2 separate regions of the Gossypium hirsutum genome follow, and region 1 is linked to region 2. The links are chromatin contacts, called in public Hi-C maps. All regions are on one chromosome and are shown on one strand. Each heading gives the region's core, a stretch centred on a gene start, on an enhancer-like site or on the middle of the called end of the contact. The rest is flanking DNA. Distances are from core to core; before and after follow the strand shown.

Evidence for each region. A called contact is a pair of places that touch in the nucleus more often than the background predicts.
Region 1: a contact with region 2 is called in a Hi-C map of leaf, with 2.8 times the contacts expected there. The contact joins the promoter of LOC107893524 here to the promoter of LOC121212486 in region 2. A contact is called at or near these places in 2 of 34 Hi-C or Micro-C datasets (both in leaf).

What each region holds. Positions count from the first base shown.
Region 1 is chrA13:94,648,541-94,653,111 of Gossypium_hirsutum_v2.1, forward strand. It overlaps LOC107893524 (polyadenylate-binding protein RBP45C), which reads right to left and starts at 2,952. Exons shown (of 7, transcript XM_016818554.2): 1 at 2,458-2,952; 2 at 1,744-2,218. The coding sequence starts at 2,778.
Region 2 is chrA13:94,506,328-94,511,371 of Gossypium_hirsutum_v2.1, forward strand. It overlaps LOC121212486 (NEP1-interacting protein 1), which reads left to right and starts at 1,977. Exons shown (of 5, transcript XM_041085309.1): 1 at 1,977-2,308; 2 at 2,594-2,745; 3 at 2,888-2,971; 4 at 3,057-3,221; 5 at 3,320-3,633. The coding sequence starts at 2,155. The coding sequence ends at 3,484.

The DNA.
Region 1 (4,571 bases), core at 1,702-4,201, 140 kb after region 2:
AACCTGTTAACAGACATCATGTAGTACAGTTACATTATAGCACTACTGCTTCTCTCAACTCAATAATTTTTTCCCAAAAAACACAGCATGGAAGTATACACTTATGGATATAAATAAGCAGTTCAAAGTAATTCCCTGTATGGCATGAAAAGAACCCAATGTAAACCCACCAGCCATATACCAGGCAACAGTTACACTTGGAATACATCAAAGCTTACCTTTAGTCCTTTACCAGGCAAATCCAAAAGCATCAGACTAAATAACTAGAATAACAGCAAAAAAAGAAATCATAATTACACTAAACTCAGGGAACCAGTAAGAGACTTCTTAGTTTTATTTTATTTTCCCTTTACAATAGGGTGAAAGAAGGGAAAAGGAAAATTGAAACAGGGACTTACCTTTTCCTCATCAGGCATGAAGCATTTCTTTTTTCTTTCACCAATTTTGTGGAAGGAAGGGAGGAGGGGGAAGAGGAAGTTGCTGGTCCTTAATTTGAACGAGTTACAAAGTCAACTTCTAAGATTACTTTCAAGCAGACTAAACCTATCTGCTAAACTAATTGTTGAGTAATATTTTAACATTCTCTGCATAAACAGAAGCCTATACAGAGCATGTTATTAACCACAAAATGGCAAGAAGAGGCCTATAGTTAAAAACAAAGTAAATTCTTCTAACTTGATAAATTCTTCTAACTTGATATGAACTACAACATCAAGTGGCAAATAATAATGTTTCCAAAATGCAAGATAAATATGGATAAATCCATATGCAGATAATCATTCATTATTGCCTATTCATTATTTTAGCTTAGGCAATAAAGAAGGGCAAGTGATCCATTTCCGTTGAGGTTAAATCTATCAACTGAATATCCCGTGACAAGTTTTGGGTTTCTTTCCTGACTCAATTTGTCCTTGCATGCAACACAGCAATAGAGTAAGGTTGATGAAATTAAAATAATTTTAAAAAGAAGCGCAGATTTGAAATGCATTAGATCAAAACCTGCCCAAAGGTTCAGGAACAGAATGACACATGATAACATGCATAGCAACTTTAGCATGGCTGCTTGAGCTAGTTTCGAGTATTTTGAAGCTTAAAATTAAATGAAACAAAAGGGCAGTGTAAACATATGCAAGTATGGATGGGGAACTGATCCATGATTAAATAAAAACACATTTTCTGGACAAACGAAAAAAAGTAAAGAAACATTTAAAGGAAACATGTTGGGAAACTAAAACGAAACTGAATCTGACTGGAATACGAAAAGTAATTTGAGACTGTAGCAAAAATACTGCCACGAGGAAATGAAGCTTATGACATAAACAAAGTAACTGACCTAAAATGAGGCCACGCATTAAAGTGGAATCATTTCAGCTGATATCAGTTCCAGGCCCCCCAAAATGAGAGCCTCTTGGTGTCCTGCTTAAGACAACATAGTTTTATATAAGTTTTAGCATGTTTTAATATAATTATAAGGGCCCAATCTTACAAAGGCAAACTGGAAGGAAACGACTTTGTATAAATTCTCCAAGCTTTTATTGCATAACGGTAAGGGTTCAAACTTTAAGGAACTCTGACATGTTCGACTCAGATAATGAAAACCCAAAAACAAAACAAAACGTAATAACCAACCAGTTAAAGTAATCAAGCATAAATCAGAGCAAATAAATACTATACACAACCAAGTAAACTTCACATGGCATCCGATATAAATAATGAACTTCAAATAAACCACAAGATGTGTACCTTTCTGATACTGCTGACCAGTGAATGGCTTCTTATTAGCAGCTGGTCCAATTCGCATTGCCCTTGTCGAACAATAAATTCCATTCATTTCCGTCATGGCTCGAATCTGCTCAGTTTCATTACCAAACCTCACAAAGCCATAACCTTTAGACCGTCCAGTTGTCCTATCAGTAACCACTTTGGCACCCTTAACAGATGGGTAAACAGCTTTAAAGGTCTCCTGTAACAAGTAATCCGAAACATCCCCAGCTAAATCCCCAACAAAGATGGTGTAGTCAGTGCCCTCTTCTTGCCTCTTATCCCCATATCCGAGAGCGGCCCAATTCAATCTAAAGTTCTGCTCAGAATTTGGCATTGGCACCCCATTGTATGACTGCAAAACCCGCTCAGCTGCCTCTTGCGAGACAAACTCTATAAACCCATATCCCTCCGGTAGAGCCGTCTGCTTATTCCTAATCACCTTAGCTGAAACAACCTAAAATAACCCAAAAGATTTACCTTTGTTTAATTACGACCTTTACTACTTGTTTTTTATTGCATTAAAATAAAAAGAAAAGAAGAAATTCATTTTTATACAGAAAGGAAAAAAATGAACATTTTGGAATTTAGCTTCTGCAAGTAATGGTAAGACTATAACATATTCGCTCATTTGAATTAAATACGATTCATTTTTAATATGTACTCGGAAACTGTATTTTTCTCGAATTTAATTACCTCTCCAGTTTGAGCGAAGATATTCATGAGGTAATTCTCATCCATCCATGGTTGAAGATCACCAATCCAGAGAGATCGAATCTCGCCGGAGCCGGCGGCCGCTGAACCGGCGGGGTACTGCTGCATCTGAGAGGGGGGAGGGATAGGCTGCGTATTCCAGCCGGAAGGTGGAGGAACCGGCTGACCTACCTGCTGTTGTTGTTGAGACATCATCATCCAAGTCTGCGATTGCTGTTGTTGCTGGTAGTGATGGGTTTGAGACTGATCGGCTGCCATTGAAGGAGGCGTAGCAACGCCTCCTGGTGGTGGTTGTTGCATCATATTTGATAGATAAGGTGGAGATTTGGAAGATCCCAGAGAGAAGAGGAAACCCTAGGGGCTTATTTTAATTTCGGAAATCGAATTTTTATAGAGGGATGTGCTTTGAGGGGATAATTTTATTTTGGGCAAATTCCCTTCTTTTTTTCACACAATTCTGAAATGTTATAGGATTGTGACTCAACTTTTAGTATTTATTTTTATCACTTATAAAACAATAATTTAACTATTTAATTTTCTCTTTTTTTATCAGCCAACCATCTTACATTTTTACTCCATCTTTTTAAATTGTTAAAATCTTGTTTGTGATGTTATACATCTTAGTAATTTGTTCAATTAGATAAAATCATGCCTATAATATTCTTCCATTATAAATGTAAGAAATTATAATTAATTGACAAAATATCTAATTGTTACATGTTTAATCTTCTTAAGTGTAAAATTAGATTAAATGAGTGATAGCTTGATTATTTTACATATTTTACGTGCTCAACTCAACTTGTTCTTCAATTAATTCCTTCTAATTGGTGAATTTTATGTTTAAATATTATCAGGAACGAAATTCAAATGCTGTAAATCAAAGCCAAGCAAAACAGAATTAAATTAAAGCATGGGAAGTTGAAAAGGGGTCAAATCATAAATTTATAGACATTTAGGGGTTGATCAGATTTTTGACTTTATAAAAGCCAAAATTAAAAAAGAAATATAATATTTATTTCATGTAATTAGTGGATATGTGGGATTAACATAATTTTAGCATATGATTTATGTATAAATAGGTGGCATGGCCTACTTGAAAAAACACACCTTGATAACTTTTGTTTCCATTTAAATTTTTGGTTCAATTTTTTCCCAAGCCCTCCCCCTTTCTTCTATCACTATTTTCATTTAAATCTACTTTCATAACCAACCAAAGCATGATTAAATTCATACTTCACTAATTTCAAATTAGTTTTGGGCTGGTATTCTTTCAGATCAAGAATCATAAGAAATTATATCCGCACTAAAAATCCTTCAAATTCGTATTCACCATCTCTCCGAAATATCGGGATTGACAAATTCATCCATTAAAGTTAACTCGATTTTAATTCAAAAAGTGCGTTAGGTTGGAGTCGTTTTGGCGTACAGTTGAGAAGACGAGTCGGTCGTGCTGTATTCTGATTTCCGCAAACAAGTTAAGGGAGATTGTGATCAGATTAAATGTCCCGCACAGTTGAGGCTGTTAATCCAAGTTGGGTTCTTTAGAACGCAAGGCTGTCGAGATCTTGAACTGAAAACACGTGTATCATGGTTAGACAATCGGTAAGGGTTGGTTTGCAGGGCGTACCTGGATTACCTGCCAGAGGAAGAATTAGTGGTTAGGACGTTCTTCGTCGCTATAACTAGCTTATTGTTTGAAGGAGAAAACTAATTTTTGAGGATCGATTCAAAAACTAGAATCCACTGAGTCTAAAAAATCTAAATAACTATGTCTAAAAAATCTAAATTTATTTTCCAATTTAATTAATTGTTTATTTCTGCTATTTCATTTATTTAATTTCTAGTCATTTTGAAACTCCTTTAATTTATTTAACTTATTTTTCAACAGGTTCGTTTGGAGTCATGGGCACGACAATTGCCACGATTATCAGCTCGACGAAAATTCTGTTCACAAGAAAAACATGAAAGTTAATCATAACATTCAGTCCCTATGGACTCGACCCTACTATTCTTTATTATTGTTTAGATTTATTTTAATTGTAGGAATTATTTTTGGTGGTTTCGACATCCATCAATGAGTAATAGTATTAACTGAT
Region 2 (5,044 bases), core at 727-3,226:
TATAACTTGCATCTTTTGTGTTTGATAAATGTATAGGTGTTTCTTGATTTCATATAAAAAGAATAAAACACAATTATAATAATATAATTTTTAAAAAAAACTTAGTCATGTTTTACCTAAGTTGGTACTCGATTTAGGACTTTTTAAGTATAATATATATGCTACTCTCATTTGAGTAAATATTTACAAAAGACACGAAAGGGAACAAAATGGAAGTGCAAGGAAAAAAAAAGGTTAGGGAAAATAATTTATACATGTATATTTTGTTTTTATAGTTAAAATTAAAAAAGAAATGAAAGTAAAGCCATTTCCAGGGCTTTTGTTTCATTGAGTTGTGGATGAGAAAGTAAATTTTCTTAGCTTTTACGCCAAATTCAGGTACACTATATGTTGGGTATCTCGACATTATTAATTAAGACACAAGAATAAGGCTGGGTCAATAGGCCGAAGGTGAACCATGTCTTTTTTTTACCAATGATAATTATCCTATTCATCTTTAATAAGAAGGGGAAAGTTGAGGCAATCAAGCACCTTTAGGAAGCTTTTGAGAGGAGTTCAAATCAACAAATAAATACACATAAATATGTGCTTTATTTTAGCCACAATGTTTGAGCGAATGCAATCAAACATTTTTCTAGTATTTTACATTATGATTTACAGTTAGCTTGACAAAAACAAAGACCTTTCTAAAGTCTTGAAGTGGGTAAGCCAATGGATGTATAAACCTAAGTTAGTGGTAATATTCAAGATTAATTCAGTATTCAATGTAAGTATGCTTAAGCCTATGTATGAGGATCAAGGTGATTTCAATTGAGACGAGTTACAATGAGAGCAAAAAAAAAGTGATGACTTCTTACAATTAAAATGTACAAAAAAAAATACAATACGAGTTAATTTGCTCATTCTAGCTCTATTACACTAGTATAATTGTTATACCATAATGTGATAGTGGAAAGCGACAATGTGAATGGGGTGGGATGCTACAACCAAAGAGTGATTCCGACAACCACCTCTCACTAAAAAGAGACATCAGAGAAATATACAAAGTGATGATGGGATGTAAAAAATCATGGTGTACAGCAAACCATATAGGAGACATGGTGGGTGCGGAAGCCAGTATCTACCCCTCTTGGTAGTATTAGGAGTCTATTACTCTTTCATAAAATGGGATTAACTAGCTTTTTTTATTTGAATAAACTCACATACCTTTTCCTCCAAATAATATAATATATAACATTCATTATGTTGTCAGGGAAAGTAACAAAGAGAAGAGTCTTTTACTCTCATAAAATGGGTTTAGCGGACTTCGTTTATTTCAATAAACAATATTAAGTTATATGACATTCATTATGTCGGTGAAAGAATTACATATAATATTTTAAAAGATGACCTTTCTAGTCCATGTATTTATTTGTTTAGAAAATAAATTGATTTGGGTGAAAGCAAACTTAGTTTCTATTAAGCTTTAATTAAAAGATATAACAACATTTAGTGTGTTTAGTTTATTTTTTTGCTATATTACAGTATTTAATTTCACCATCACTATTATTTTTATATTAATCACATGTAAATATATTACCCATTCTTAGTCTTAAACCTCACAACTTTTCTACTTTGGTTTTTAACTTTTTTTTTTTGGGTTTATATTAATTTTATAATTTAATTTTTTAAAATTTAGTCCCTAAACTTTAATTCTGTTAAAGTATAGTGATAGATTGTGCCGCCTGATTTTTTTAAAAAAATAAAGTCTTTATTTTTAGATTTTATATTATTTTTTAATAAAATTTAAGTGATGAATGGTATATAAAAAACTTAAAATGGATTGATTAATAAAGGAAAATGAATTGTTTAGTCATTTTATTAGACACGTTTAAAACACTAACAACAAAAATGCAATGGCCAATACGGAAATAACCCCATGTATTAGTACTTGATTTTCTTTTTCATATGAAAATTTTATCTCATTTCATTGCCTATGAGAACTAATTACTTTAGCTTTGGGCCGCCGGCTATAAATGCTCTGTATTTACACCAGAACCTTCCCCACCCTCACTCGTTAAAAACCGACTTCTTTCACTTCTAACATTCAATTCAACCTTTCACACTCCCTCTCTCTTCACTCCTTTTGTCCCTTGTTTTAGATATTTTCTTCCGATGTTAAAGGACTGTTTCCCTGGATTAGCATTTAGATGTGGGGAAGCTCTTGCTTTCTGGATTTTTGTTCTAATGACAGATCTTAGGATTGGATTCTTAATTAAACTCTTCAAAAGATCACTCTTTGCTGCTTTCATCTGCATTTTTGCTTTAGGTAATATGCTTTCTTTGCTTCAAGTTTTGTACTTCTCGCTTTTTGGTTATCTTTTTTAGCTACTCGGGTTTGTTTTTTCATCGATTTTGGCTTTTCCTGCAGATCCCATTTTCTTGTATATATTGTGTTGGTTTTGTCTCTGACAAATGAGAAAGTTTGTGCAATATTTACCTCTTCTAAACTCCTATATTATGTTACTCTGATTCGGGTATAGTTTGGAGGATCGATCCTCCCTGTTTATAGCTGCTATATCAGTTTGAACTTTGGACTCAAATTTGCTTGTAGGAGGAGCCATAGTGGGAACTGTAGTAGGAGCAATGAAAGGGCAAACAACAGAAACTGGGTTTTTCAGGGGAGCTGGAATTGGGGCTGTTGCAGGTGCGATCACAGCCGTTCAGTTACTGGAATCATTGGCTGATGGGGAGTCATTGTCTAAGGTCACAATTCGCATTAATTTCATCCTCACTAATAGTTATACATTCAAGTGGAAAATTTTCTATTTTAATTAACCCTTTGTTTAAATATAAAAATAAAAAATAATAAAGTATAAATTTCCTTATTTGATTTGCTGTTTTATAGGTAGCCTTATTGGTTAGCTTAGTAAATGGGAAGGTTTTCATTGAATGGGTAAGCCCAGCAGTGCTAAAAGCATACCAATGGCAAGTAAGTAACTCTCTGAGTAGCCAAACAAAGTAATATTTGGGTTTTGGTTACACTGTTCCTCTTATGTTGATGAAAAAAATTGCAGATGAATTCACTTGAATCGACATACAGAGAAATCTCAGACATATATGATGTAAATGGAGGAAAGGGTTTATCTAGAAGTTGCATCCAAAAGCTTCCAATGCAGGAATTTCATTCTATTGAGAGGATCAAATCAAGGGAGGAATCTTGTTGTTCAATTTGCATACAGGTAAACCAAATCTCGATATCTGCAATCCTTTTTCTTTTCATTTCGATTTGTGTAGCAGTCAAATGAGATTTTGCATGTATATATATATTTTCCTATAGGGATTAAAGGATGGAGAAATGGCAAGAAATCTTCCCAGATGTGGGCACATCTTTCACTTAAAGTGCATAGATGAATGGCTAAGCAGGCAAGGAACTTGTCCCATGTGTAGAGAGGATGTTCTTGACGATGATGATAATGGTGGTGGTGGTGGTGAAGAAGTGTAAATCAGGAAATTTTGATTCACAAAAAGTTGAGTTTTTCTTTTTTGTTCTGAAATCTGGTGTATATATAGAGCTATAGACCATTGCACAAGGGTTTTGTAGAAACTTTTTGATATTTCAAAGCAGTAAAGTAGCGGTCGTATTATATATTATTCAGATTTAGATTGAAGTCTTAATTTTGAGTATTGGTTCAATATATTTAAAATATTTGAATGGTCATATTTTTCATACATTGATGAAAATTATGTTAAAATTATTTATTTTATATAATTTATTGGAAATTTCAATGCAAAATGTTGAGCAACAATGCCAGCTCATTGGCAGTGAATGTATCAGTGGATTTGAGCACTCAATATGAACTTCCAAATCTGAGCAGCACCGCCTTCATTTGCACAATAATGGGGCTTCTGAGATACTTTATTTATAATATTTTCCTTTCAACTTTGCTTCAAGTTTTGATAATATCTGAAGTTATAGGATTTCAATTTACGCCCATCAGAGACGGGCCCAAAGGGATTTAATCCATCTATTTCAGCATTCAAAGCTTAAAAATGTTCCGAAACTGACCTTCATGTCTTTAGTTAAAATATGTCAATATCCCAAATAAATTTTGTTAAAACAACAGCAAATACAATACTTAGATTAAACTATTAAAATTTAATAGATTCTCTACAAACAACCGAAGACCCACATCCTGCTAAAAATCAATTTAGTGATGCGATTAGCCATTGTATTCTCACATTTCTTATTCATCCATTTTCGATAAATAGATAATTTTAGGAAATATTTTTAAAACCAAAACGGTAGTTATATAAATTAGATCATCAATTTGTCAGTCGATCTAATTAAAAATTTATTAAAAATAAAATATTAAAATTTTGGTTTAACTATCGATTCAACCAATCTGTACCGGTCACAATTCATCAGGTTTGTTACCATTCTCCAAACCAATATCTTGACTGATTCTTTGTTCAACTTATTTCATTCAAACATCATTGATTTTACTATCATAATTATATATAGCCATATTATTTTAATATTATGTTGTCTTTTCAACATTAACTGTTAAATTCTTTTTTCTAGTTAAAAGATGGAGTTTTTTACCTAAATAATATAAAAAAATAAAATATATACTAAAATAGTATAAGGCCCTATTATTTACCAATCTAGGTAAACTCAACAATGTAAAACCAGTGTTGCCTAAGTAATTGGCGACACCCCTCTCCCCTGCCATCTATGACATCATATTTAAAAAATTAATTTTTTGGGGGTGTCGCCTAAGCAATCGACGACACTAGCATTTCAAACATAAAAATACACGGTTTTTTTTATACTGGTAAAACGAAAAAAAAAAATTTTATTGGTGCCCTTTAAAATAAAATTTTTAAAGCTAGAAGTAAAAAAAAAAAGACACCGACCTGACAGCCTACCATCGATGTGACCCGTCGATTATTTTATATATCAATTTTTTTACTTTATTTTTTAAAAATAATATTATAAACCTAACGGCCTACCACTGATGTGACCTGTCGATCACGGGTTCGAGTTCTAATACCCGATTAT